Regions from separate parts of the Columba livia genome. Here region 1 is linked to region 2. Evidence: chromatin contacts called from public Hi-C data. All regions are on one chromosome and are shown on one strand. The core of a region is the stretch at or near the end of the contact, and the rest is flanking DNA. Distances in the headings are between cores, read along the strand shown.

The links. A called contact is a pair of places that touch in the nucleus more often than the background predicts.
Region 1: a Hi-C map of liver shows a contact between it and region 2, with 2.7 times the contacts expected there. The contact joins the promoter of EIF4E3 here to the enhancer-like site in region 2.

Annotation. Positions count from the first base shown.
Region 1 is chr10:12,739,211-12,742,460 of bColLiv1.pat.W.v2, reverse strand. It overlaps EIF4E3 (eukaryotic translation initiation factor 4E family member 3), which reads right to left and starts at 1,506. Exons shown (of 7, transcript XM_065075406.1): 1 at 1,351-1,506. The coding sequence starts at 1,460.
Region 2 is chr10:12,448,780-12,452,275 of bColLiv1.pat.W.v2, reverse strand. SHQ1 (SHQ1, H/ACA ribonucleoprotein assembly factor) reads right to left here. Exons shown (of 12, transcript XM_065075357.1): 11 at 1,271-1,391. Among named protein-coding and RNA genes, the nearest start is that of GXYLT2, 25 kb to the right of the region's middle. Within about 2 kb of position 1,390, at least 2 of the 3 cell types and tissues checked have an H3K27ac peak away from gene starts, as active enhancers do.

The DNA of each region.
Region 1 (3,250 bases), core at 257-2,756, 290 kb before region 2:
GAAAGAAGAAACATAATAAAAAAAATCTACAGAATAATTGAATTTCAAGAGTCTACATTAAAATGAACCAAGGAAAGAAAAAAAAAAAATCATAATGCACCTCAGGAACTTGAAACAGATTTTAACTTCCAATGTTGATTATAAAAGATAGACAGGCTTATCTCCACCTGGCTTATGTAAACAAACAGATCTAGATGGTAACTTGCTTAAACAGCAGTACAAATGGTGCTTTTTAAAAACAAACACAGAAAACACAACTCAGATCCTGAACCTGGTCATAACTACATCATGAGTTCAAAAGGATTAACCAGAAATAATTTGTGAGGCTATTTCTAAGATTTGATTTGCAGAACTTGAGAATATTTGTGTTCTTTGTTGCTATTTCTGAGTTGAAAAGTTAACCAAAAAAAAAAAAAAAAAAAGGAGAATTTTACAAGTTGTACGAGGCAGTACAGTTCAGTGGCAGAAAGAGCTTTGCTTTTGGAGTGGGGGGAGAGGAGAAATACAACAGGAAATTGAGAAAAGGGAGATATAGAAGATGATTAAAAACAAGATGCCAGAAAATACACACTAAAAAATAATACCAAATTCTGGTTTTAAACTTCCTATTTCAGTTTTGACATTGGTACGTTCACCAGTGCCTAGCTGTATGCATCATGGGGGTGAACTCCCTTTGCAGCAGCTTGCCACGGCCATTGCAGACTAAAACTTCACACACACGACATGTGGCATGAACACTGCAGTTAATTTATAAATTTTAGCTAATCCTTCGAAGCAGATTGCTTCCGATTTTAAGAACTGATCATCCACAGGAGCCAAACCTGACTATTAAAAACTTAACAAATTTGACATGTCACTGCCGGGTCGCTGGGACTCGGTCCGTTTGGGGCATCAAGGACCGCCCAGCCACATACAAACCCCGCAGCAGCAAAGTGTAACCTTTCCCCTTCTATTTCTGGGGATGGCCAGAGTCATGTCTAAATTTAGAGTTTAAAACACCACCGATGTTGCCTGAATCAATGTCCGTCTGTTAAATTACAAAACCGATACCGTTTCCGGAACCGATTTAAGGAACTAACTCCCAGAAAACGCGAACCCTCCCGTCAGATGGAAGAGCCATCACTGGCTGTTGCTGCCGAGGTCCCTCACATCGGCAGTTTTCCCATAGGCAGCACAAGACTAATTTCCCTTTCTCCAATCTGCTCGACGAGAGAAACCGATAAAGAGCAGAGATGCTTCCCACAGCTGGATTTTGAGGTTCTTCCCCCCTCTTGAAGCCCACCGCCGCACCCCGCCCGGCTCGCCGCGTCCCGCAGTGCTGCCGCCCGCCGCCCCCCTGACCCCACTCACTTGTCCAGCCAGAAGGTCCAGGGCGAGTGGAGCGGCAGCCCCGCGGGTTCGGCCGCCTGCCCGCCCGCCGCCTCCCGCCCGCCGCGGCGCTGGGGGGGGCTGAGCGCCATCGCCCTGGCCGGGCCGGGGGGGCGGGCCGGGACGCGGGGAGGGGACAAGGGACTCTGCGGAGTGGGGGGACGGAAAGGACGAAGACGACGAGGCGGGCAAAGTGAGGGACGGAGCAGGGCAAGGAGACAGGGGAGGGACACATCCGCGGACACGGCGAGGGGCAGATACACAGGGACAAGGGGCCATTGGGCCAAGGGAGCGGCGGGAAGGACAGACGGATGGGTGAGGGGAGGAGGGAGCCACACCGATGGTGACAGCGATGGACATGGCCCAGGGCCCACCTGAGGGCACGGGTGGTACCAGAAAGGGGCCCTGAGCCTGGCCCATCACATGTGCTCACCCCCATCCCCGTCTCGGCCCCTCCTGGGGGGCACAGCGAGGGGAAGGGCTGATCTGCTTTCTTAGACCTTTCCAGGGACCCACTGCCTCCAGGCGGCTGGGCAGGCAGGGTATCCGAGGTAACCGTCCTGCAGCGAGCACGCTGCGAGCAGTTCCTTCTCTGCCCATCCACAGATTGCACCACAACTAATGAGTCTCTGGAGCTGCCTTTCTGAAGGCAATAATCTTTATGTCCAGTTTGGCTTAACAATGCTGGACAAAAAACTAAATCTCCCTAAAAATCCAAGTTTTAGGACACAAAACACTTGCACATTCACAAAGTGGAAGGATGAGTATCATGTAAACTGACCAATAGATCATAGAATTGTAGAATCATAAAATACTTTGGGTTGGAAGGGACCTTCAAAGGTCATCCGGTCCAATCCCCTGCCATTAGCAGGGACATCTTCAACTAGATCAGGTTGCTCAGTCTCATCCAGCCTGGCCTTCAGTGTCTCTGGGGATGGGGCATCCACCAACTCTCTGGGCAACCTGTTCCAGTTCTTTACCACCCTCCTTGTAAAAAATTTCTTTCTCATGTCTAACCTGAAGTTCCTCTCTTCTAGTTTAAAACCATTACCCCGTGTCCCGTTGACACACACCCTGTCTTCTATACGGCGATGATAATGCAACAATGAACCTTTCAAGGCTGGGTGGGGTGTGGGAAATTTATCTTCTCATATTTTCTACAACCTATTTAATTTACATGCTTGGTTTTACAGGGGGACATTCCTCATAATGCAGCATGGACATGTGCTAAAAACCTCACATTATTTTTATAACAATATTTTAAAAATTAAGATTCTCCCCAGAGGGACTATGCATAGTAGTAAAGTTAAACACCCACATAAGTGATAGCAGGATCAAGGACCATGAATCACATAGTTTTCCTTGCAAGCACATTTAGTAGGATGAATAATTTTATATATACTTTGTCCTAAAAGAAAAATCAATGAAGACACGCTCCTATAAAGAAATGAAAATCCAACAGTAAGAAAGGGCAGAGATTACCCATAAAAAGCAGTCTATACAGTGATAATGAAGAAACAAAAAAAGTTAATGATTATGTTGCGCAGATGGAAAATGTTAACTGCTAAGCCAAATTAAATAAGATCTGGAAAACCAGTTGCACCTTCTCTTGCAATTTAATTTACTCCTCTTTAAATAGAAGGCAAGATAATGACCATTTGGGAGAGCTTGGCATCTAAAAATTAATTGGTATGCCTACTCCAAGATTTCTGTCTCTATTTTAATGGTGAGGCCACCCAACAAAACAAAACCCAAACCCCCCAAAAACCCAACCCACAATAAATGGCTGTATCTAGGCACAGATTTTCTCAGAAGAGCTGAAGAAGACAGGAGGAGAGCACTAATTTATATGACCCTGAAGGGCCACATCTTGTCCATGACT
Region 2 (3,496 bases), core at 141-2,640:
ATTATATCCATTGATATGGACAGCAGTGATATTACTGTCTTGTGACTCATTTCTTCGTGAAAGATGCATTAAATATCTTTCTCCTTCTTCATTTACTGCACCTTTTCAACTCAATTTCAACCTGAATGTGAATTTCCCCGTAGCTGTACTTAAGGTGTGGCCAAAAAAGGCCTCCTCAAAAATAACAATGTAAAATGAACTGTCTGTTCCTGGAACTACTCAGGATTAATGAATCAAAATTTTTGGAAACAACTGTAGTTGCTTTAGAATATTTTGTGCATTGTTACCCATAGGTACATAGTCACTGAAAGTAAACAAAGAATCAACAGTATCTACAACATGTAATCCACAGCTATGAACTGAAGACCTTTAATACTCTAAGTACTACCAGTAAGGTCACACCTAAAAGTACAGCCCATGCAAGCTGTCTCAACTCTCTTTTGTATCCCCCTTCTGACCATGATTAACACTAAGTTCTCTCTCTATTCCCTCACTGCTTCTTATGTCTTGTGCACTCAAGAAGTTATTTCTTCTCTCACAGTATCTCATTAAACTCTGCACTGGAATGCAAAGACTATTTTTAACCCATGTTTTATGAGTCCGTATGTTGCTTTATTAACAAACAAGACAATGACATTTTTTGTTTATATTAGGAGTGCCTCCCTATTCAGATAAATATGACTGCAACTCATATACACACTTTTGTGGGCCTTCAGAGAAGGCTGTGAAGACATAAATAGGGAGGGAGAAAAACAGAAGCTGTATGAAAAATATAATAAATCTGACGAGAACAATATAAAGATTTGAACATGAAGCTTTCTTTGATCATTTAATCCATTTCTCACTGTTTTTAAGCCATTAAAGCATGCTGATAATTCCAACCAGCCCGGCTGCAAAGTTCCCGATACTTTAGAAATGAGGAAATAAGTCACAGAGGTGAGACACAGAGTTGCTGAAGTGCGGGGACTTTGTCTGGAAGTGGCACAGTCGCTGTTTTCCCCCAAACCATTAATATATCAATAAAAATTCATATTTTTATTTCAAATAAACGCAATTCCTCTCTCTCTTCTCCAATGATGTCACTACATCAAAAAAAAATGCACTGAATGTCTCTGTTTATGTAGTAAGACTAGCTGGATAGCCAAGGTTAAAAGGACCGATCACATTTCCATATATAGGAGATCACATTTCTTTTGATTTTACTGATACTTGTTCATAGATTAAGTATGCTAAAAACATTTCCCACATCAATAACTGCTTAAGAACTTACTTGGTTTTTTGAATCCAGATGCAATAGTCTGTAATGAAGAGATCATTAAGGATGTAGGCAGGGTCATTCTCCCTAAAAATCTGGTGAATATCCAGCAGACACTTCAAAACTGCAGCTTTTCCTGGAAAGAGATTTTTACTTTTGTAATTCACTAGAAGTCGTAACAGACGATCTTTATCATCTTCTCACCTTTGAGGCTTTAATAACCACGCTATCTACAATTATCTTGTAAATTTAAGTTGATTCACAGTCTCAGAAGGGCAGTAATATGACGATGCCCTTCAGTATCCACATCCATGTGGATGCCGAGCCTCTGAATTTAGTAGGAATCTCCGTGCAAGACTTAAGCCTCAAGACACAGTCATGCATGTAATTCTCTGCAGCTGAAGCCCCTTCCCCCAGCTTTTCCACTTCCCTGAGCTGTGTCCAGCCCAGACTTTAGCACACTCATACAGCACACCATGTAAAAGCAAATAAACAAAAAAGTAACTTGCAAATAAAGAAGAATTATACCCCATCATTTTTCTGAAGACAGAGAAAGCCTGTTTCCCTGTATGCCTACACAAACACCTGTTCTGGAAAATAATGAGGATAGAAACAGCCCACAGCAGGACCCAGCACACAGAAGCCACAGCAATTGTGTAAAACAATGTAAGCGATCCCGTTGGCTGACGTCTAACCGCAGCCTTAAAGCCGGACTTTTCCTGCTTCTGTTAGTTACAGAGCAATTTGGCAAACCGAGCCTCCAAAAGAAAAACTCACTTCAGGCTCAAGAAGGTGCCATTTGACATACAGTTGATAAATTCCACAACCAGAAATCTTTTTGATGTCACTTTAATTTTATTCATTATGCAACCATTGTTTATGAGGAAGAGAACTAACTAATGTAACCTTCAGTTGGTTGGAATCTCATCTCTTAGTTTTCTGATGAAGGTTGCTAAAGGGTTAAGTGCTGCAACACTGAAAAAGAAAAAATTCACTGTTTAATGGTGGGGGGAACGGGCCATTCAAATGAAAACAGCCACTACTGCAAATAGAATCTAATAACCCTCTCCCAAGAGGCTGGCTCCTCCTGGGCTATGAAACCTGAACAGGGATGAAATTACATTTTCACAGATTAAAAAAAAGAAAGAGAGAGAGATCAGAACTCCCCCTGCTGTTCAAACACAAAATTTATTTGTTTTAAATAATCCCACGCCAAAAAAATATAGAGAGAAAATGAAAGTTAAAGAAAGTGGGAGATGGCAATAAGGAGAAAGAACCTGGAGAGTAAAAAGCCATGGCAAATAGAACTGAAAAACCCACTGGTTTTGTAGAGAGCAATTGAACAAGTGTCAGGAAAGAACGCAAAAGAAAAAAAAAATCCCAAATATAACTGCTTAACTTCTGGATTGTATCACCATCAATGCTTGTCAAGCCAAGCTTGTCAAACCTAACTATTTTGACTAAAAAGAAGCCTGCTCTTTTAAAAATAAATGATATCTGGAATTGAAATTTTGCTAATTTTTGTAAGGTTCTACCTGTCAAGCTGCCAGCCTGAACCATTTACAACATCCACTGCAGCTACTCATCTGCCAAGTAACAATGTAAATTAGTGACTATAACACTAATTCTCAATAAATTGGTTTTAGGTCCTCTTGCATATGTTATTTTAGTTCTCCACTTGTTGTTAGGAAAATAAGACGGTTCTAAACAACAGCCAAATAGGACTGTTGATAAAAAACAAGTCCTGAATACCATAAAAACGATTCTGTTGAAAAATATATAATTTTTTAAAATATTTCATTTAAAACTGAAGAATAAAAAATGGACTACACACCACATATTTGTAGTTTTGTTTTGTTTTACTTTCAGGAGTGGAGCTGTCATCATCTCATGGTTGGACTCTATGATCTTGAGGGTCTCTTCTAACCAAAATAATTCTATGATCTTAATGACTGCAAGTTATTTGTTCAGCAGTGACGTTCCTTTTACATATGCCCTGTTTATCCCAGACAGCTTTCATGTAACAGTACAACTTTTCAAACCTATGGTTACTCCAGCTTCAGTTGTGGAATTGTACACAACCATGTTTCTATATTGAGTTGTTAAAGTTACTTACAACTTCTCTATTTATTGTGAGTTACTACTTTCAAAAAAAGCATCCAGTGTTCAACTTTTTTTTTTGGCAGAAGAGTCACTGAGAAGCAGAACTTAGTGGTTTTCTTCCAATGCTTGTGAGTTGCA